Regions from separate parts of the Mus musculus genome. Here regions 1, 3, 4, 5, 6 and 7 are each linked to region 2. The links are chromatin contacts, called in public HiChIP or PLAC-seq, Micro-C and promoter capture Hi-C maps. All regions are on one chromosome and are shown on one strand. The core of a region is the stretch at or near the end of the contact, and the rest is flanking DNA. Distances in the headings are between cores, read along the strand shown. Region 1 holds the start of Ubr2 (ubiquitin protein ligase E3 component n-recognin 2). Region 2 holds the start of Zfp318 (zinc finger protein 318). Region 3 holds the start of Tmem63b (transmembrane protein 63b). Region 4 has its middle 5.5 kb from the start of Gm41589. Region 5 holds the start of Aars2 (alanyl-tRNA synthetase 2, mitochondrial). Region 6 overlaps Capn11 (calpain 11). Region 7 holds the start of Slc29a1 (solute carrier family 29 (nucleoside transporters), member 1).

The links. Promoter capture Hi-C pulls out the DNA fragments that hold promoters and counts their contacts. Hi-C and Micro-C count contacts between places; a contact is called where the count stands out from the background. HiChIP or PLAC-seq counts read pairs in DNA pulled down with a chosen protein or histone mark.
Region 1: a contact with region 2 is called in a Micro-C map of embryonic stem cells, with 5 times the contacts expected there. The contact joins the promoter of Ubr2 here to the promoter of Zfp318 in region 2. A contact is called at or near these places in 3 of 39 promoter capture datasets (cranial neural crest, liver and pre-B cells) and 1 of 484 Hi-C or Micro-C datasets (embryonic stem cells).
Region 3: a promoter capture Hi-C map of pre-B cells shows a contact between it and region 2, with 4 times the contacts expected there. The contact joins the promoter of Tmem63b here to the promoter of Zfp318 in region 2. A contact is called at or near these places in 5 of 39 promoter capture datasets (embryonic stem cells, hematopoietic stem and progenitor cells, hippocampal neurons and 1 more), 2 of 484 Hi-C or Micro-C datasets (both in embryonic stem cells) and 2 of 115 datasets of contacts at active chromatin or transcription factors (large pre-B cells and pancreatic cancer cells).
Region 4: an HNF4G HiChIP or PLAC-seq map of pancreatic cancer cells shows a contact between it and region 2. The contact joins the enhancer-like site here to the promoter of Zfp318 in region 2. A contact is called at or near these places in 3 of 39 promoter capture datasets (hippocampal neurons and liver), 1 of 484 Hi-C or Micro-C datasets (embryonic stem cells) and 1 of 115 datasets of contacts at active chromatin or transcription factors (pancreatic cancer cells).
Region 5: a contact with region 2 is called in a promoter capture Hi-C map of pre-B cells, with 3 times the contacts expected there. The contact joins the promoter of Aars2 here to the promoter of Zfp318 in region 2. A contact is called at or near these places in 5 of 39 promoter capture datasets (the 3T3-L1 cell line, the C10 cell line, the HPC-7 cell line and 2 more).
Region 6: a promoter capture Hi-C map of the C10 cell line shows a contact between it and region 2. The contact joins the enhancer-like site here to the promoter of Zfp318 in region 2. A contact is called at or near these places in 4 of 39 promoter capture datasets (the C10 cell line, cranial neural crest and maxillary cranial neural crest) and 1 of 115 datasets of contacts at active chromatin or transcription factors (large pre-B cells).
Region 7: a contact with region 2 is called in a promoter capture Hi-C map of pre-B cells, with 2.2 times the contacts expected there. The contact joins the promoter of Slc29a1 here to the promoter of Zfp318 in region 2. A contact is called at or near these places in 6 of 39 promoter capture datasets (the C10 cell line, the HPC-7 cell line, cranial neural crest and 2 more) and 1 of 115 datasets of contacts at active chromatin or transcription factors (large pre-B cells).

The regions. Positions count from the first base shown.
Region 1 is chr17:47,009,247-47,011,946 of GRCm38.p6, reverse strand. It overlaps Ubr2 (ubiquitin protein ligase E3 component n-recognin 2), which reads left to right and starts at 1,415. Exons shown (of 47, transcript NM_146078.3): 1 at 1,415-1,805. The coding sequence starts at 1,728.
Region 2 is chr17:46,382,347-46,385,046 of GRCm38.p6, reverse strand. It overlaps Zfp318 (zinc finger protein 318), which reads right to left and starts at 1,281. Exons shown (of 10, transcript NM_207671.4): 1 at 717-1,281. The coding sequence starts at 1,208.
Region 3 is chr17:45,684,876-45,687,575 of GRCm38.p6, reverse strand. It overlaps Tmem63b (transmembrane protein 63b), which reads left to right and starts at 1,358. Exons shown (of 24, transcript NM_198167.3): 1 at 1,358-1,459. It overlaps Mrpl14 (mitochondrial ribosomal protein L14), which reads right to left and starts at 1,227. Exons shown (of 3, transcript NM_026732.3): 1 at 1,149-1,227.
Region 4 is chr17:47,143,850-47,146,549 of GRCm38.p6, reverse strand. It overlaps a transcript of Trerf1 not described here. Among named protein-coding and RNA genes, the nearest start is that of Gm41589, 5.5 kb to the right of the region's middle. Within about 2 kb of position 1,364, at least 27 of the 459 cell types and tissues checked have an H3K27ac peak or open chromatin away from gene starts, as enhancers often do. A contact at or near this core is called in pancreatic cancer cells, where this site is marked.
Region 5 is chr17:45,505,481-45,508,180 of GRCm38.p6, reverse strand. It overlaps Aars2 (alanyl-tRNA synthetase 2, mitochondrial), which reads right to left and starts at 1,340. Exons shown (of 22, transcript NM_198608.2): 1 at 1,100-1,340; 2 at 471-662. The coding sequence starts at 1,327.
Region 6 is chr17:45,628,752-45,631,467 of GRCm38.p6, reverse strand. Capn11 (calpain 11) reads left to right here. Exons shown (of 22, transcript NM_001013767.2): 21 at 684-742; 22 at 857-1,264. The coding sequence ends at 883. Among named protein-coding and RNA genes, the nearest start is that of Gm52283, 3.2 kb to the right of the region's middle. Within about 2 kb of position 1,362, at least 116 of the 459 cell types and tissues checked have an H3K27ac peak or open chromatin away from gene starts, as enhancers often do.
Region 7 is chr17:45,594,228-45,596,927 of GRCm38.p6, reverse strand. Slc29a1 (solute carrier family 29 (nucleoside transporters), member 1) reads left to right here and starts at 1,398. Exons shown (of 14, transcript NM_001357771.2): 1 at 1,398-1,446.

The DNA of each region.
Region 1 (2,700 bases), core at 166-2,665, 630 kb before region 2:
AGGCTTTTAAGACAATGGCCCCCCCAAGTAATAGGAGTTGGAAAAGGCTGGGGAGTCTGGCATCAACCAGAGCTTGAGCTTGCCTCCCAGAAAGAGGTGTCTTACAGTTTCTACAACTTGCAAGAGAGACTGGAGTCAAGATAATGATGGACCAGCGATGGACTAGGACCACACCTTGACCAGGGCTGCCCTTTCTTTAAAACTAAACCTCATGTCAGGACTCTGAAAGGTAGTGAACTTGAGGGTGGGCAGATGGTCACTGGACCTTTTTGTCCCTCTCCCCAATGTGGCTATATCGAATAAGTCTCCTTTCTCTGTCTCTTCATTATTGCTTATCTCTTTAATTGTTATATTGAGGATATATGCTTGAGCCTAGCTTGTTAGAGCCGCAGGTTCCAAGGTCTAACCCTAACAACTCCAGTACAAGATACCAGCCTCTTCCTACAGGGCAATTAGGGTTTGTCTGGTCATCTGTGAGAGCCTAATCTTCTCCACGAAGATAATTTAAAAGATATTCAAATACATGTCACAAATTACAGTCAGTGTATATAAGCCTCCAATCGGTCTGCTTTTAGATCTGCTTCTGTCAGTATAGTCTTAAAGCAATGCAGCTAAAAAAAAAAAAATATCCAGTATTTCTTCTGTTGCTTTGTGGCCTGCCATTGAACCTTAAAGTCTTTTTTTTTTTTTTTTTTTTTTTTTTTTCCTTGACCTTTTGAGAAACTGCAAAAAACAATGGCAGTCGCAGCTCTAGCCCTGGCTCTCCCTCCGCGCAGCCGCAGGAGTAGGCAGGCTGGACGCGGAAGTAAGCGCGTGCTTCCAGGGTTGTCTGACTCTGAGAGTTGGTCTTTAAGTTGATTCGTTGGACGCCTTTTCTGATGCAACAAGACTTAAGGAAAGAAAAGGATATATATCAATCAATGGTCATAAATTAAATGTCTTGCAATTGTACCTTAAAACTTTTCAAAATCTCGGTACTAAATACACCTCGGTGACTAGTGCCAGGATGACAAGGCATTAGAACCTCCGGGATAGAACGCGCGATTCATTCATTCTTTTGACAATTGAGGGTTTATCAGATACCAGACTTTTGACAGACAGCTGTGTGTCTATCGCGCCAGGAATGATTATTCTTGGTGCTGGGGAGATAAAAAAAAAATGACAAGAATAAATAGGACTAAGAGACTAAGACGAGATCTCAAACGTTATTTCGTTCTTCTGGTGTCAAGCCCCTCTCACGGATTCTAAATTGTCTTTTTCCAGGCTTCCGCCAGGGGATGGACTACAACTCCCATGATACTCGTGTGCCGCTCCTTATTAGAGGCTTCGCTTCTCTCCCTGGCCGCTCAGGGGACGACTACAGTACCCAGAATGCCCTGCTCCCTCGCTTGGGTGTTTTTGCCCCTCTCTTGGCGTTGAACGCGGTAGTGGCTGTCCGGAGTGCCAGGCCTGGGGTTCTCGGTGTCCTTCCCCCGGTCACGGGCGAGGAGGCGACTTGACTTCTGGGCGCCGAGCCCGGGCGCGCGCGCAAGCGGCTGCCGTCCCCGCTGCAGGTTCGCGTCCCGCTTTGCTCCTCGCGCATCTCGGCTCGGCGGCAGCCCGGACGGCCCGGGACTGACGGCCCCAGGACAGGGGTGACCGTCGCGGCTGCGGGAGCAGAGGCGAAGCTGAGGCCCGGGGAGAGGCGACAGCGGCGAGAGCACCCGGGGAGAGGAGGAGGAGAGAAGATGGCGTCGGAGATGGAGCCCGAGGTGCAGGCCATCGACCGCAGTTTGCTGGAATGTTCTGCCGAAGAGATCGCAGGGGTGAGTGCGGGAGCCCGGGAGGGCTACGTCCGGCCCTCGTAGGCCGCGCCCCGGGGGAGGAACAGAGTCCTGGGAATCCCGGAGCCCGCCACTGACTTCGGCTAACAGCGGCGCTGGCCATGTCCCGTGGGGAAAAGGACCCAGGAGGCCATCGAGCCTGCTCCGCGCCTTCGGTGCTCAGATCCTCCTTATACGCGGCGACTCTTACTACAGAGCTTTCATTATCCCTAATTAGCTTCACTCTCCATTAAGTCTACAACACTTGGGTTTTTGCCCTATATGCTGGCTGTTGGAAGATGGGAGCGAGCGGCTTCCTAACGTTGTCGTATAAGCGCCCTACTTTACCTTCTGATGCCATTTCTTAGGATAAGCGGAGCAGTGTCTGCGCCGAAGGATTCTATCCTCTCCCAGCTCCAACTTTGTTGCTGGGGGGCGGGGAGGGGAGTTTACCCAGGCTGCAGGCAGCACAGTCCAACATTACCCCCTCGGTGCTTTTTTAAAAAGTTGTTTTGCACTTGTTTATTTCGTTAGATGGTAACCTTGGTGCCTGTGTGTAATGTAGTGGTGCCTCGACACGTTTGCTAAGCATGGAGGCTGGCAGATTTAAAAAAAAAAATACATAATTTTTCTAGGAGTTGGGAAAAGTTGGACGGAGAACAAACGTTATATAACTTTGAAAAAGCAGCTTTGGTGAACAGATGCAAGCTCATTAATGATAGCGTTGATCACAGCCTATCAGGAACCCTTAGGCCCTAAACTTAAGCCATTCAGACACAGTAAAGACTTAAAATGTAGTATCAACAAGCGCCGATACAAGTAGCAAAGTTACAAAGACAACAACTTTCAACAAACTCAGCGTCATCTTTTGCCAGTGAGGGCAGGGGACACCTATCAG
Region 2 (2,700 bases), core at 32-2,531:
TCAGCTACACCCACCACAACCATAAATTAATCCCACATTTTGTCCCTCCAGCAGCAGCACATTTTAACATGTAAAATCGCAGGCTGTGAGAATCCAACATGTGAGCTGAACCACAGCTCCATCACTTGTGTGTCACCTTGATCAAGCTACTTAAACCTCTCTGAGCTGGTTCCTTGGCTGTGATAACACCTATTGCTATTGCTTTACCTCAAGGGACCGTGAGCCCTAAAAGATTGCTGGTAGCTGCTCTTGTGTCTCTAGCTGATGGCAGCAATCACAATGATTGATTATGCACACCTCTCGTCGGAATAACAGCTATAACTGAGACTCCATGACAGCTAAAGCATCCAGTCTGCTTTGGTTCAAGCTTTCCTCACTGGCCACCAGGCATTTCAGATGTTCTGCTAAACTCGGGCCTTAAAGCAACGAATTTGATCAAACCCAAAGGGAAACGCCAAAGCGCCAGTCAGTATGGATGAAATGCCCCTCGCCTTGGAGAACTTTTCCACATAGCAAGAGCGAAAGCCTCTTCCCCCTAGAAACCGGGCGTCCTGTTCTGTTCCAACACGGGTGACCGAACGGGTCCCGGGTCCGTTATTGTGTAAAGGAGGCACCCAGGACTGTCAGGGAGCGGGGAAGACTCGGACATTCGGACTCTGGCCTGAGGGCCCGGGGGCTGGGGACATGGGGGCAACATGGGCGAAGGGTGGGATTACCCGACTGCCGCCGCCGCCGCCTGGATGGTCTCCGCGGCCGTCCCGGGCGAAGTCGGCGCGGGACTCGCCTCGAATGCTGCCTCGGAAGCCACCCAGGCCAGGTGGGTAGTGTCGCCGGCTCCGCGGTGGCGACGGGGAGCCGCGACGGGCGCGCGGCGGGGACGGGGAGCCACGACGACCCCGCGGAGGGGATGGCGAGGCCCGGCGGCCGCGGGTCGGAGACGGTGAGGCCCGGCGGCCGCGGGGCGGGGACGGGGAGCCGCGACGACCCCGAGGCGGGGACGGCGAGGCCCAGCGGCCGCGGTGGCCTGAGGGCGAGCGGTGGCGGCGGGCGGGGAGCCGCAGCGAGGAGCAAGAGGGCGGCGGCGGCGACGAGGGGCGGCGTGTGGGGCCTGAGGAGGCGCCCACGGGACGGCCCGGCGGAGGGCCGCTCGCGCTGCCGTCTTTCGACCGGTGCGAAGAGACGGAGGAGCGGGAGCCACTGCGGTACATGGCTACCGGGAGCGCCGCGGACGCCGCTCGGGAGCGTGCCGCCACAGCCGCAGGCACCGCCGCCGCGGACACCGCAGCGCGCCGCCCTCGCGGACGGAGCGGCCCCCTCCCCGCGGCCCCGCCCCACCGGCCAGCGGTTGGAGGGCGCGGGTACGCGCCGACACGCCACACCCCCTCGTCCTCCCAGGCTCTCCCGCGGCTGGACGCGGAGAGCGGCCTCAGGAGCCGGGAGCCGTGGGGCGGAGCGCTGAGCCTGCGCGAGCACCAGGGGCGCGCGCCCTGAAGTGCGCAGGCCCCGCCTTTCGGCCCCGCGCAAAATGGCGACCGGCGAGCCGCCCACCCCCTACTCCCCCGGAGACCACGTGATGCAGAGAGACCACCCCTCTCCTCCTCCCGGCGCGGTGGGCGGGGCCGGAGAGCCCGGTGAGTGGGCGGGGCCAGGTTGTAGCGGAGGCCTCAGTAGCTTGGTTCCCAGGCTCCTGGAGCGTGCGTGCCCATAGCAATCCACCTGCTTTACAGAAATGATTATATATAGTGAGAAAGCAAACGACCCCCTACACTCACACCTAAACCCTGTCAGAAGCTACGAACCTCAACGAGTGTCCATCCCTTTTCCCCCAGAGGAAGCTTGACGTAGTCGGGTAACTTTCCAGTCCAATAACTTATAGAGGTTTAAATCGAGAAATGAGAAAGTACAGAAAAGTGAAAGTCAAACACAACAGACATCAGTAAAATTTCCAGATGTTCTAGCCAAGCATTACAGTAAAATGGTGGTGAAGGCCACTGTCGGAGCAACCCATACCGTGACAGGCCTGGCAAGTGTTTTGAGATATCAGTGGTGCAGAAACACATGGAGGCAAAAACTCATACACAGAAAATAGAAATAAATGTTTAAAAAGAAAAAGACAAGACCCTAAGGGTCAGTCAAAACATAGGAAAATAGGGCCTGGGTAGAGATGGCTCCGGAGGTCTTTTTTCTAGCACCTTCGTGGTAGTTCACAACCATTTGGGGCTCCAGTTTCAGAGGATCTCACACCATGAAAAAACCAAAAGTGAGGAAATATGTTGAACCTAGACAATAGCTTCATATTTTTCACCAGCTAAACATAAATCTTGAATTTGTGTAAAAATCACATTTCTGAGCCAGGCATTGGTGGCACAAACTTTTTAATCCTAGTACTCAGAGGCAGAATCAGGCAAATCTCAGAGTTCAAGGTCAACCTGGTCTACAGAGAGAATTCCAGGGCAGCCAGGGCTATACTGAGAAACCCTGTCTCGAAAAACAAAAAACAAAAACAAACAAACAAACAAAAAACACCAAAAAACAAGAATCAGATTTCTGAAAAGAAAAAAATATGACTTTGTTAATTTGTTTTTAAATTATGTTTAAAATATAAGCCGATTTGCTTATTTATAAATGTCATAAGCTTCCTATTTCAGAATAAAAATCTTGCTTCTGTCCCTTTTTTTTTGAGAGTCAGGTTTCACTATG
Region 3 (2,700 bases), core at 109-2,608, 700 kb after region 2:
AGTACTATCAACTGCATCTTCAGAGGATTTAACTGACTAAAAACTCAAGCTAAGGAAAGCGAGAGGTATACAAGAGATCAATACTTTCCCAAACTTTTCTACAACACACAGAAACAGTAGAAGACACCTAATACACCCCCATGCCCTTGTGTCCCAAGACAGAATACCTACTGTAGGCGCAACACACACACACACACACACACACACACACACACACACACGATGGCCATGATCTACTAAACTGATTTCCAAGCCACTCATGGGAGTGTCTGAAAGACACTTCAACAGACCAAATCTTAGAGCTGCAAACCCCCAGCTACAAAACGAGCAGCTGAATAGCCACATACAGCAAACACAGTGACCAGGATGGTAGTGTCCAGTCGTGATGCAAGACCCTCCCTGGGTGCCACCATTTCCCAAGTAATCCAAGGTGATCCCGTCTCGCCTCTTGTGACCGCTACACAGTTCCTCATCTAAGTCTCAGCGTGTAAAGCTCACTTACTGCGTACAGCGGGAAGCAGTATTTCTTCTGTCCCCTTTAAGACCTCGAAATTTAACAGGTGGTATCTGTCGTGTCTTTGTATTCGAGATGTGTGGTGACATACAGAAAAGGGGCGTTCCACCTCTCCAACTCTCAAGTCTTAACCCCACCCCCCCACTAGGAGAGGTCTTTGGTGAACTGAGAATACAGGGAATCCCCGGTGCAAAAGGAGTCATTCAGCCTGACAGAAGCAAAAGCAAAGACTCCCTCTTTACACCACAGAAGTTTCTAGCAAACTCATCTCCAGGCCCAGCAAGAGAGAGAAGCAGATAAAACTGCGGGAGACGCGTCAAAGCAACCGGCCTAGCCACTTAACCCAGGCAAGATCTCAGCCCCCATTCCCCGAGGCTCTACATCCCGAACTGGATAAGCAGGTGGGCGCATCGGGGGCGCGTGGGAGGCGCGGACCCCGAAGCCTTTGGCAAAAAGGCAGCGAGAGGGTCCAGATCTGAGGCCTCGCGAAGAGTGAGCACCCTTCTCACTTGACACTGGGTTTCCAGTAAGGCCTGTCCTCACCCCTCCCCGACAGCGCCTCCCTTATTGCAGAGAAGAAACCGGGAAAAGCAGCGCGAGGGGTGCGAGGTGTTCCCCTGAGCCCCCACCGTACCGCGTTAACAGCCTGGGAATCTCCCGCCACGGACCCCCGCTTGGCAAGGCCCCGCCCCGCACGCTGCGCCTGCGCGCCAGGGGTTCTCCGTGAGTGCGCGCGCACTTTCTACGTGTGCGGCGTGGGGGCGGGTCCTGCGGGAGCCCCTCCCCGGCCCTCCCTCCCTCCTTCTGCTCCCCCTCCCCCACGCGCTGCCGCGGCCGCCGCAGGAGCCCAGAGCTCTAGCCGCCCGGCGACTCCCCCTCCCCCTCCCCAGCCCCGCCCCGCCCGGAGCCGGGGCTCCCGAGTCGGAGCCGAGTCTGCGCCTAGGGGTGAGTACGCGGACCCCTCCCCAGCACCCCTTACTTGGCTCATAGGATCTCACCACCACCCCAAGGAAGGAAAAAAAAAGCACCCGGACTCAGCTGCGCGTCCCCTCCCTTCCACCTCCTGCGGGACCCAGAGGTGCCCGGGCCCCACGGGACCCAACGGAGGCACGCTTTGTCCCCAAACCCGCACCGTCCCTGCCAGATGTGAGTCCTCCCACCCCTGTCGGGGCTCCAGATGTGCGCCGTCCTCTACCCCCGCCCCTCAGGAATATTCCAAGGCGTGGGACCCCTGCGTCCCGGCCCTCGAGTGCCACTCTAGTTCCACCTGCTCCGTCCAGGTGTGCGGCCCCTGCGCGGCCCTCCTCCGGTCCCAGCTGCTCCCCAGCCGCCGGCGCCGCTGAAGGGAACCACCCGCCTCCGCCCCCGAGTTTTGCATTCTAGGGTCGCCAAGTCCAATGCCCTCGGTCTCTCTCTTTTTTTTTTTTTTTAATTCTTTTTCTTGTTGCTGGGGACGAAGCCGGCCTCAAGCAAGGGGTTCATGCTTGGGCAAAGGGCAGGGCTCGAGGTGTTAGCACCAGACGAGTAGCTGCCCCAACCCTGGTGGGGACTGATCTGCGGGCTGGAGAGGGCGGCCGGCCCGGGGAGCATGTCCTCTCCTGCGCCCCACACAGAGCAGTTCATTCATGAGCCGCCCGGGCCTGCGTTGGAGGGTGCGGTGGGGAGAAGATTCAGACGCGAATCCGGAGTAGGCAAAGGCCCTATTGAGGGGGAGGGGGCGCGCTTTGTCCCTCCCGGCCGTCTTGACCGCCTGGTGCGGACTGTCCCAAAGCTTGTCGTTGTGTTGCTCAGAAAAAGCAAGGATGCCCGGGAAGTGGGGAAGAGAGGTCAGAGGGGCTGGCTGCCCTTGGAGCTTTGTGCTGCCACCCGCCTTGGTCCCCTGATCGGAAGTCTGGCGGCCGGTTGCTCAGAGGGGCTTGGGGCTCTGCTCTCTACCGAGTACCACTCCCTGACCCTGAACCTCCTCCCGGTCTGCAGTAGTCGGGTGAATGAGATTGTACCCAACGCCTCCTGAAGAGGGGACCACAGCCCTCTGCCTTCCAGATATAAGAGAGAAGGGGAAGGGGAGTGGCTGCCAGGCTCAGGTGGTGGGTATGCTGCCAGCACCTTTGTCCTCCCGGGTACCAGAGGGTCTACGTCCTGGCATGTACCAGGTAGCACATGCTGGGGCCTGCTGTTGAAGTCTT
Region 4 (2,700 bases), core at 115-2,614, 760 kb before region 2:
ATGTCAGTAGATCAGTAGCCAGCATGACCCACACCGCTCCTAGCTTCTTGTCCTCTAGGCGGAAACAAACAACCTAAATATTCATTTCCTCGGCCCGAATTCCTCTAAGTGGCTACTCTGGGAATTTCAAATTCTTAGAAAACATCCCAGAGGGGTTTTTGGTGGTTGTGTCTGTCCTTTAACTCAGAAGAGCTTTTCTAAAAGACTCATGGAGCAATTCACATAGAAAGACTTTAATAGTTCTTTAAAATGCAGCCCCGGGGAGGATGGCACAGTGGGTAAAGTGGCAGCTGCAGAGGCAGAAGGACCCCGAGTTCAGATCTCCATCACCCACCTAAGACAAGCGAAACAATAAACACGATGGCATGGGGCTATAGTGGAGCACAAGGAGGCAGAGACAGGAGGATGGGGTCCCGGAGTTCACTGGCCAGCCACTGAATGAATGAGCTCCGGATTCAGTGAGAAATTCCGTTTCAAAATTTAAAGTGAAAAGGGCCGGACCGAGGCCTGGGACAGGTGGGGACACATGGTAAGGGCATATGCCACAGAGACTGTCAACCTAAGTTTGACCTCCAGAACCCACAAAGTGGAAGCAGAGAATCAGCTCCCACAAGCTACCCTAGACCGCCACGCATGCGCAGGGGTACACATATACACAAATAAAAGTCAAATGAATAAATAAGTTAAATAAGGTGACAGGGCACCTGAGGAGGAAACAGGCAACACTGACATCTGGCTTGCGTATGCACACACGCATGCGCGCAAGCACGCACGCATATACGCAGGCACGCACGCCCATATCCATCAGTGGATAAGCATACCAGTAACTGCAATCCGGCGGGTTTTAGTCCCTTTCCGGACAGGGTGGGGATAAAGAGAAAAATCTCAACTATATTTTAACCTCACCAGTTACTCTCCAATATGAAAATCTAAAAATACGGTTAACCCACAAGATCCTTTAAGATTGTAGCCTTCCCACAAGATCTCTGAGGACTCCAGCCCTCTTCCCTGTTTCAGCCACACAGTTTCGTGAGTTCAGAAATGTGTGGCTCCAGGGCAGGTCTGGAGCACCTGTCTGGATCCTTATTTTTTCTGGGTCAATATCCAAAGTCAATAAAACCATCTAGAGCTTTCTCCCGAAAAGCCCAGAGTGGCAGTCCAGGTCCCGGAAGTCACCATACACCGTCAGTCAGTAAGGACCCTATCACCACTCGCACGAATTGCAATAGCCCACATGTGAGCTCATCAGGCAAGTTCACACTAAGCTTTGAGGGTCCACTTCGCCTCCCCAAAGCTACCTGCTGCCCGGGAACAACAGCTTAACTAACCTCAAGCTTGACTCAGCATTAGATCATCCAGCCAGCTGGCTGGAGAGGAAACTTCGAAGATGAACTGAAATTATTTTGGGTGCCTGAAAGTACAAGCTCCCTCTACAGCAGCACGTATAATTAGGATTTTTTTTTTTAATAAATCTACAACAGGGCTGGAGAGGTGGCTCAGCAGTAGTGAAGGGCACTTAACTGCTTGCTCCTGGCAGACTACCGGAACTTCATTCCCAGCACCCACTAGGAGGGTCACCACTGCCTATAACTGCAGCTCCAGGAGACCCCACGCCTCTGGCCTCAGCAGGAATCTGCACTCACATGTGTACATACCCACATGCAGACTCACGAACAAAAACACAATTAAAAGTATTTTTAAAAAAATCCATAAGATGTAAATGAATGAGGGACTCTACACCAACAGCAGGCTTTCCTAAGTAATGGCTTTTACATGTTGGCACAGTTGCCAGGCCGCTCAAGCGCCTTTGTGGAATGCCAACGTACAAATCCATTTCTCCAGGAGAAGACAAAAAACAGAAGTTAATCAACTCGCCCTGAGTCCATGAAGCAATTTGGCCGTTGGCCCAGGAAGACAGTGTCAAGAGCTCTGGGTTCTCACTCCACGTGACTCTAGAATAAAGCTGGAACCCAAAGAGCTATCCTTTAAAAAAAAAATAATAACAATAACCCCCATATGCAGAACCGGCTAAAAATTGGTACCCTATCCATTTTCAGATTCACCTTGGCCTGCCTTGAGCATACAGCCACCTTAGAAGTTCTGTCACGTTACAAATGCCCACAAACTCAAACCAACTACTAAATATAAACAATTTTAGCTCTTCTCACCCTATCAGCCTCTTGGCAAATTCTTCTATGCACCACCCCACCCTGCCTAGGGAGAGAAAAACAATACTTTGTGTTCTTACGATAAACCCATACATCAAAAAAGAAAGAGAAAATTCTAAATAAGCTTTGTTTTCCGTGTCTGCACATTTTAATATACGAGGCACGGAACACAACACCCTCTCCTCTCTCCCCTCTTTATAATTTAAACTCTGAACTCAACAAATAGCACAGGCACAGGCCGGTTAACAGAGTGCTCTCTGCACAGCTGCTAGACTGACTATTTCCACAGTAAGCTTCTGTCAATGCTCTCTGATATTAGCACATGCCTGCTACGTGGATGCCTGCTTACCAAGCTGTGAAAAGACCCACGTTCATTCTGGAACCTACAAAATTAATCTTCTCTGTGCCTATAATGCATAAGGCAAAGGCGCCTTCCCTCCCTCCTCCTCTCCCCCCCCCCCAACATGTCAGGCTAGCTTCTAAACAATCAGTTGGCGAAAATGGACATGCCTGAAAGGGCGGGGCCCAAAGG
Region 5 (2,700 bases), core at 91-2,590, 880 kb after region 2:
TAAGCAGGAGACAACCCCTTCCTTCAATCAGCGAAGTGAGGCATATTCTTTCCTATTGGATGTCGTGTGTGTATGTGTGTGCCCGTGCCCGTGTATGTGTGGTGTACACACCTGTAACATGTGGACATGTGCTTGTGAAAGTCAAAGGACAACTATGGGTGACTGTACTTAGGAGCTAATTTTTGTTTAAAACAGGGTCTCTCATTAGCTTGGGACTTTGATGTTGGCCAGACTAGCTTGTCTGTGAACTTCTTCAGGGATCTGTTTCCATCTCCCATCTGGCCATTCCAGCATCATAGGCACACACCGTTAGCCCGCACTTTAAATTCGAGTTCTGGGGAATCCACAAGCACTTTACCAACCCAGTCATCTTTCTGTCTCCCCTATAACACACTGTGTTTAGCTCTTGGTCACAACATCCAGCACTCAGGGTTCAAAGACTTTAACTCTAGAGCTCCCTGGAAACTCACCTTAAAATATTCACCCCCGAAAGCCCAGTTGCCAAGCATCTCGAAAAACGTATGATGAGAGAGATCACGCCCCACATCCTCCAGGTCGTTATGGCGTCCTCCAGCCCTGACACACTTCTGGCTATTAACTACACGTCGGAAGCCTGCCATCTCACTTCGTGGATCCACTGTGCCCAGGAAGATGGGCTTGAACTAGAAGCACATAAAAGTCAGGAAGGGTAGAGAAGAGGTAAATGAACTTAAACAAGAGACTCTGCCTAGTAAAAAGTAGTAAAATTTACAGATAAGGGAAGTGGTTGGACAGAATCAAAGCTTCAAGAATATTACCAAGCACCTAGCAGGAGTGCAATAAATGTCTACTCAATGGATGAATTTTATTTATTTAAATAGTCTTCCACTCAGAGCCTGCCCCTCAGGACTTCACAGCTGCTATCCAGAGATAATAAACTTAATTTCTCCCCACAAGTTTCCAAGCTAATTCCCCAAGACCTAACCAGGCCCCCACCCCATTTTACCCAGCCTCTCTTCCACTCAGAGTTCCGCCCCTCACTTTTTTGGTCCAATCCTGAAGCGCTTTTCTCAGGCTGACTCCCGAGCTCCGCCCCCGATCGGTGTGGCCCCGCCCCTACCTGGTTCATGCCTGCATTGACGAAAAGCAGGCTGGGGTCGCCGCGCGGCCTCACGGTAGCGGAGGGCACGAGCCGGTGGCCGTGGCGATCTCGGAAGAAGCTCAGGAAGGCGTCCCGCACGGCCGCTCCGTGGGGTGGACCGGGCTCGGTTGAGAAAGGCTGCCATGGGCACGACCTCCCAATGGCTCGCCGCAGCTTACCGGCTGCGGCAGCCAACGCCACCGCCATCTTAGCTCCGGGCAACGGCTTCGCGGGGTCAAAGAGTGACGTTCGAAAGGACGCCTAGTGTTTCCTACAGCGGCCCCTGGCGGGTGGAAGACTTGGGGGGGGGGCAAGTCTCAGCTTCTAGTGAAAGTGTTTCCCCAAGAAGGGGACTTCTTCCCCTGGCGAGCGGCTCAGCATACCGTAACTTTGCATAGAGTAGGCCCTTAATTCATCCAGGATTGAACAGATAATTATAAAAAGATCATTACATGCTAGGCTGTATTTTGAACGTTAGTAGCAATATTAACACAATGCCTCTGCTTCCAAAATCTGTATTCTGGCAGTAATGGTTGTTGTGCTATTGATTTTGTGGAGTTGCAAAGGAACAGGTGTGGGTGCAATTCGGTGCGTGGACCGTGTGGTTTGTGCTGATCCAGGCTGAAGAGTGCCAAGGGATCGTGAGTATTCAAGAGGTGGTCAAGAACCCTGCGTAAGTGCCAGGCACTGCTCTAAGACCTTGCCAGGTCCTCTTCTGCCCTCGGTTTGCAGAGCCACTTTGTCCTTAGGGACTGAAGCAGGTTCTTTGGAGCAGGAGTCTGGTGGAGACACAGAAGCCAGACTGCATCTGCTCCATTATTAATTGCTTAATGACATTTGGTCTTTTAATTTGCTTGGGGATGAGAGAATCCAGGTCGACAGGTCAGGACAAAGCTGTTGGCTGAGAGCTGTGGCGATGGCTTTCCATGAGCCTCCCAGGGCCCTGAGGCTTTGAATTTTGCTGAGAGAAAAGAGATACCTGTCCTGGCAGGCCCAGTCCCCTTGACTTCCTTTCTATGGTAACAGACCTTGTGGGTGCAGCTAGACAGCTCAAGGACTTCTCATGATGACCTTGCTTGACCTTTAGTCTGGGAAAGTTAGCAGATCTAGGAAGAGAAAGGGATTTGCCAAGTTTAAGACCCAACAGAGCAGTGGTTCTCACCCTGTGGGTTGCAACCACATAGGGTTGCATATCATTCATTTACATTACGATTTGTAACAATAGCAAAATTACAGTTATGAAGTAGCAATGAAATAATTCTATGGTTAGGGGCCATCACAACATGAGGAACTGTTTTAAAGGGTTGAAGCATTAGGAAGGTTGAGAGCCACTGCACTAGAGGTTACAGAACTGAGGTCTTTGTGGTCAGAAGGACAGCCTTGGCCACCCAGGGGGCTCTTTTGGCCACCAGTCTTTGTGTGTTATTTGGGTCTTTTGAACTTTTGAAGCACAGCTTCTTTTCGGGGAATACATAGTCTATTTTGGACTTGAGTTTCTATAGCAATAGTGAATTCTGACAAGCCTGTATATCTATCCCGTGATCCTCTGCCTTCTCTTTTCCATGTAGGTTAAAGGTGTT
Region 6 (2,716 bases), core at 113-2,612, 750 kb after region 2:
TGGGGGCAGAAAAATCAGGAGTTGAAAGTCATCCTCAGCTACAGAGTGAGCCTGAGGCCAGCCTGGGTCAGCCAGAAGACTCTTGTCTCAAAAATAAATAAATAAATAAATAAACAAACAAACAAATAAATAAATAAATATGAAAAGATTGTCCCAACGATAAAAAAAAAAGCCCATATTTATAATTCTTGAACTTGGGAAGCTGAGACAGGAGGATCACAAGTTTGGGGCAACCCTGGCTACTTAGTGAGACTCTGGGTTAAAACAATAGGGAGCAAGATGAGTCAGCATATAAGAGTGCTTGCTACCAAGTCTGAAGACCTGAGTTCAGTTCCAGGGCCCACGTGGTGGAAGGCGAGCATCAGCAGCCTCAGGTTGTCCTCTGAGCTCCACAGGTGCAAGCTGTCATATATATGCACCTGCATGCCCCTCTCACACACAATAAATTAGTGCAAAACAAATAAGTCAGTGCCCCCCTCCTCTTCCCAGGGCTCTATTCAAAGTAAATGGGTCCGAGCCAAGCGCTCTGAACCAGACCCATCTCCTAACCAGGGTAGCTGTGATTCACTCCTGATGAAAAAGGGATACCTTTCTACTACCTTTCGGGTCTTTTAAACCCTCATCTCAGATCTAACCCCGCCCCCGCCCTCTACCCCTGCCCCACGCCCTTATCCTTAAAACAGCGTTCTTCTTATCCATGGACACCAAGAAAACTGGTTCTATTTGCTTGGATATTAACCAGGTAAGAGGGAAGGCATGGGAAGGGTCGTCTGGCCACACCCTGAACCCCTCCCCTCTAGTCCCACCCACTCTCCATCCTCTGCAGAAAGTCTCCTCTTTTCTGCTGTCTTTGCAGTGGCTGCAAATAACCATGTGGGGGTAGGGAGATGCGAAGCCTGGCTCCCTCGTTCCTCCCTCCGCCGGTGGCGCTCCTGCTCCGGCCAGGATGGTGGATGCTCCTTGTCGCTCTCGCTCTCCAGTGCCCCAGGCACAGTGTTTACTCTGGTCCCCTGATCCGGGCTGACCGGAACACCAACACCCCCCTCCCCCACCCCCACCACGCCCCGAGCACTCTCACGCCGTATTTAGACTAAAAATGAGGTGGATTCTCCGCCAGTTTTTCTCTGGCGAAGGCAATCTTCAGCTTAAGTGTTCCCGCGTGCTGTCAACTCACACCCGCCTCCTAGCCCGCCCTCTTGTCAGGAATTCCATCGCCTCCCCGCGCCGCGTCGTACACATTATTCTAATAAAGAGGACAAGGTTATTTTCCCACTTAATTCTTCAATACCAAAGAGGGGCTCTGCAAATGTGCTTGTCTACAAATTACTAGGGGGCGCTGCAGGGTTACAGGATGTTAAACGCAGCTCAGCCCCAAGCTTTGAAAACATTAGGAACTCTTAGATGCGTTGAACGTTGTGGGGTGGAGGGGCGCCACTGAGCCAATGGCCAGCGAAGCCTGACCTGGGGCTGACAAAGCCAAGAGGCCACAAGGCTTTGAGGTGCCTTTGTCCTATTTTCCCTCAAACTGCCCCTCCTCCAAAGACCGCACCGCAGGGGTCTCAAAGATCAGAGGACAAGCTCCAGGTGTGTGTGTTGGGAGTGGTGGGGGTGACCAACGCCTTTAATCCCCAGACTTGAGAGGCAGGTGGATCTCTATGAGTTCAGGCCAGCCTGGTCTACAGAGGGAGTTCCTAAGACAGCCAGGGCCCTGTCTTGGAAACCAAACCAAACCAACCAACCAAATCAAAGGACAGGCAGTTAGTTGCAAGAGCCAGCTGGTAGACCACACAATGAGGAGTCCCTTCTGGTAGGCGACTGGAGGTCTGTCTTCCGGCTGCTGTACGGGCTCCGGACTGGCTGGGTGGGCTGAGAGCAGCTGGTGTTTCTCCATCTCATCTCAGGACTTGGATTGCAGATGCGTACCCCCTTATCTGGCTTTTTAAAGTGAATCCCTGGGTCCCAACCATCAGGCTTGAGTGGCAGGCCATCTTCCTGGTCCTCGCTCTTCCTTCTCTTATAGAGCCAGTAATAATGCCACCATAGGACCTTCCTCCCGTGACTCAGCCTCCTAGATAAGGCTTCCCTTAGATTAAACCACTTCCCTTAGATTAAACCTTCGTTCCACAGAGCAATCAGGATACTTCCTGCCTCTGTGTACAGCTTCCTAGGGACCGGTGGTTTCTGTCAAATTCTGCAAATTCCCCCAAATTCTGGCAGTTAGACAAAAGCCAACATAGGTCAGGAACTTAGGAAGCCAGTCCCACCTCTGCCAAGAGAAGCCTTTCCCCTTATCACTAACAGAGGGAACAAGTAGCTACCTGCGGTGTTTATTAGTATACCAAAGTTCCCTGAGTGTCACACGTGTCTGTTACACATTGCAGAGTCCATGTCTGCATCCTGGCTCCTCTCAGCCCTTCCTACACCTGCTCAGTCTTATAACCCTGCTATTTTGACTCTCTCTCTCTCTCTCTCTCTCTCTCCACTCCAGTCTTTTGCCTGTGTTCTCCTGGTCTCCCTCCTTCTCCCACCTCTCTCTACCGGCCATATTCAATCTTCTCTCTCTCTCTCTCTCTCTCTCTCTCTCTCTCTCTCTCTCTCTCTCTCTCGTCCCTACAGTAAAAACCTTCCCTTAATCACACCATGGAGCCGGGCAGTGGTGGCACACGCCTTTGATCCCAGCACTCAGGAGGCAGAGGCAGGCTGATTTCTGAGTTCG
Region 7 (2,700 bases), core at 149-2,648, 790 kb after region 2:
ACGGAAGAAGGGAGGCAAAGGCAGGGAGAGACAGACCAGACAAACAGGGCAGGGATCTGGCGTTGTGGACAGACATGAGGCTACTCTTAAGCCATGGGATAGTGCCCAGAAAAATACCACCCAAGCCTGACTTCCTGCCCTCTGTTTGCTTAGTGCTAGTGGGGAGATGTGTCATCTCTGTGGGAGCAGGAAGGCTGTATACGCCCCCACCAGAGCAGCTTGAGAGAACCCACTGTCCTACAGAGTCAGCTACCTCCTAAGGGCTCAGTCGTCCTCTGGGGAGACTGAGTGCGTCTTTTCCCTACGATGTTAGCACTGGTAATTGTTAATTAGCTCCAATGGTTTCTCTGGAGCACAGGTTCCTTAGGGAGGTGGGGTGAGACAGGCAATCTGGATGGGATGTTCTTGCCTCAGGACCCTCCCCAACTTCTGGGATACATCAGTAGGGAGTGCTACTGTAGGGGGTCCCTCCTCCTTTGTACCCCAGCGGGGGGGGGGGGGGGAAGGAAGGAAGGGGAGGGGTATGAATGGTAAGAGGCTCAGCAAGGCTTCTAGCCCCGAGGGTTATCTTGGGATGGGACATGGGACAGTGAAATGCTGGCTAGGACAAAGATGTGCAGGATGTGAGGCCTTTCTTCCTGGCTCCCCTTTCTCCGGTCTCCAGCTGTGTTTCAGTTTTCTTAGAGGCCTCAGGGCTGTCCTCTTATGCCTTCATAAAGGAGCCTTCAAGGCAACATGGGGATGGGGGGGGGAGAGATGCTGTTTGTGTGGTGTGCGGCGAGTCTGAGGGCAGGAGAGAGAAAACAAAACACCTCCAGCGTCTGGGTTCCAGAACGCTCAAATCTGAGGTATCCCAGAAAGTCTTCTTGAAGGGAAAAGGAGGAGTGGAAAGGAAAAAGGATGTATTAGAAGGGTGTGTGTGTGTGTGTGTGTGTGAGGGGGTTGCTAGCAGTAAAACGGTGGAGTGTGAATAATGGCGTGGGCGGGGTTCGGAGAGGGATAACGGAACACCTGAGGTGGAGCGTGGCTTGTGGGGGCGTCTGGACCTGGGTGAGCAGAGGGCCTGTCTGTGCAAGAGTCCCGCCGTGGAATGTGTAGGAGTTAGGAGCGCAGGGCCAGCGCGGAAATTAGGGGTACGCAGTGGGGGGCCCGTGCCCCCCTCCCAGGCTCGCGTGTCCGGGTGACAGTTGGGAAGGGTCCAAAGACGTGCTCCGCCATCGAAGCCAGCAGCCCTGGCGGCCCTAGGCGTAGGGTCTCTGACTGGGAGCCGGTGAACTGTTGAGGGGGCGGCGAGGAGCCTGGGGGCGGGGCTGTCGCCGGGAGGAGGTGGCTCCCACGGGCCCGGGGCGGACCCAGCAGAGGGCGGGTTTGAAAGCGCTCGGGCGGGCGCGGGAAGCGCTGGCCAAGCGCGCAGATTTCGTCGCCGGAGGTGTCCTTCTCCAGCAGGTGCTCGTAGGGCTTGGGTGGGACATGTTGGGGACTCCGGGGTAGAGAGTGGAGTGTCCGGCTTGCCAGGAGGGAAAAGGAGGCCCGGTCTGCCAGCTCCGAGGCCGCGACAGGGACTTTGGGGTGCGGCCCCCACGCGGCGCGTGCAGAGCAGCGCCAGCACGTGGCGCGCATGGGCCTGGCTCTGGGTAGGGGGACTCTCCTTTTGTGGGGACCAGGGCGGAGCTGGGCCCAAGACAGCCTGGCTTCTGGGCCTGGAAGCGACTGTCGCTGTGTTGACTTCCGCAGAGGATCGGCGTGTGGGTAGTTCAATGCTACAGTCCTGTGTGAACTAGAGGGAGGGGTTGTGTTGCCTTCTGCCCCGAGGCAGGAGGATGGGGAATGCGGGAATACAAATGGACGTGAAGGGAGCTAGCTGGCCATTTACAGACTAAACTCCTGTTCCTGGCCTCCCTTTCCTGGGCGAGTCCTCATTTACTCTACGCGGAGAGTGAACGTGTGACAAGATAAAGGACTGACGCGCACACCCAGGCTTCCTTTGGATGAAGGCTCTCTCCACCCCTGCACCTTATACCCCATTCGGGTCCTCTTGCCAAGCCTGAGCCAACCCCCTCTTCTCCATTAACCCTCCTTCCGTCCTGTTCCTCTTGTCCTGCTTGTGTGACCTTTGCATACAATAATATATGCGTGGTGGAATGGTTGTGAGTTGTCATGACTCTGAAACTAATGTTATGTGAAAGAATGGCCTGAATCTCCCACTTGTTTTAACCCTTTAATTGGAGCACTGTTGCCTTCCTGGAAGCCTACACGAATAGCTGAGGAGCCTTGTTAATTTTGCCTTCCCCACTTGAGAAGGAATCTAGAATGATCGGTACATTGAGTATTGATGCTGTCACCCCCATTCACCAGCTCTGCGGGCTTTCTCAAGTGATGGAGCCTCTTTAAACCTCAATCGCCCTAACTGTTTAGTAGAAACGGGGCAGCTGGAAGAGGGGCATCCTCAGATTTCAAGAGAAGATTCCGATGTAGCAGAAACTAGGCTGAGAAACTGAGCTATGTGAGAGGACCCTTAGGACGCAGGAAGGCCTCAGATGGGCGATAGCTTTCAGGGCCTCTCCATCTCGGCAGGTCAAGGCATGGCTGAAATGATACCAGAGGCCCTGAACTGCTATCAGATCTCTACTGGGACAAAAGTAAAGAAAGCCCCTAAGCAGCAAATGGAATGTTTGGATGTGGGTGGAACCCGAGAGGTGG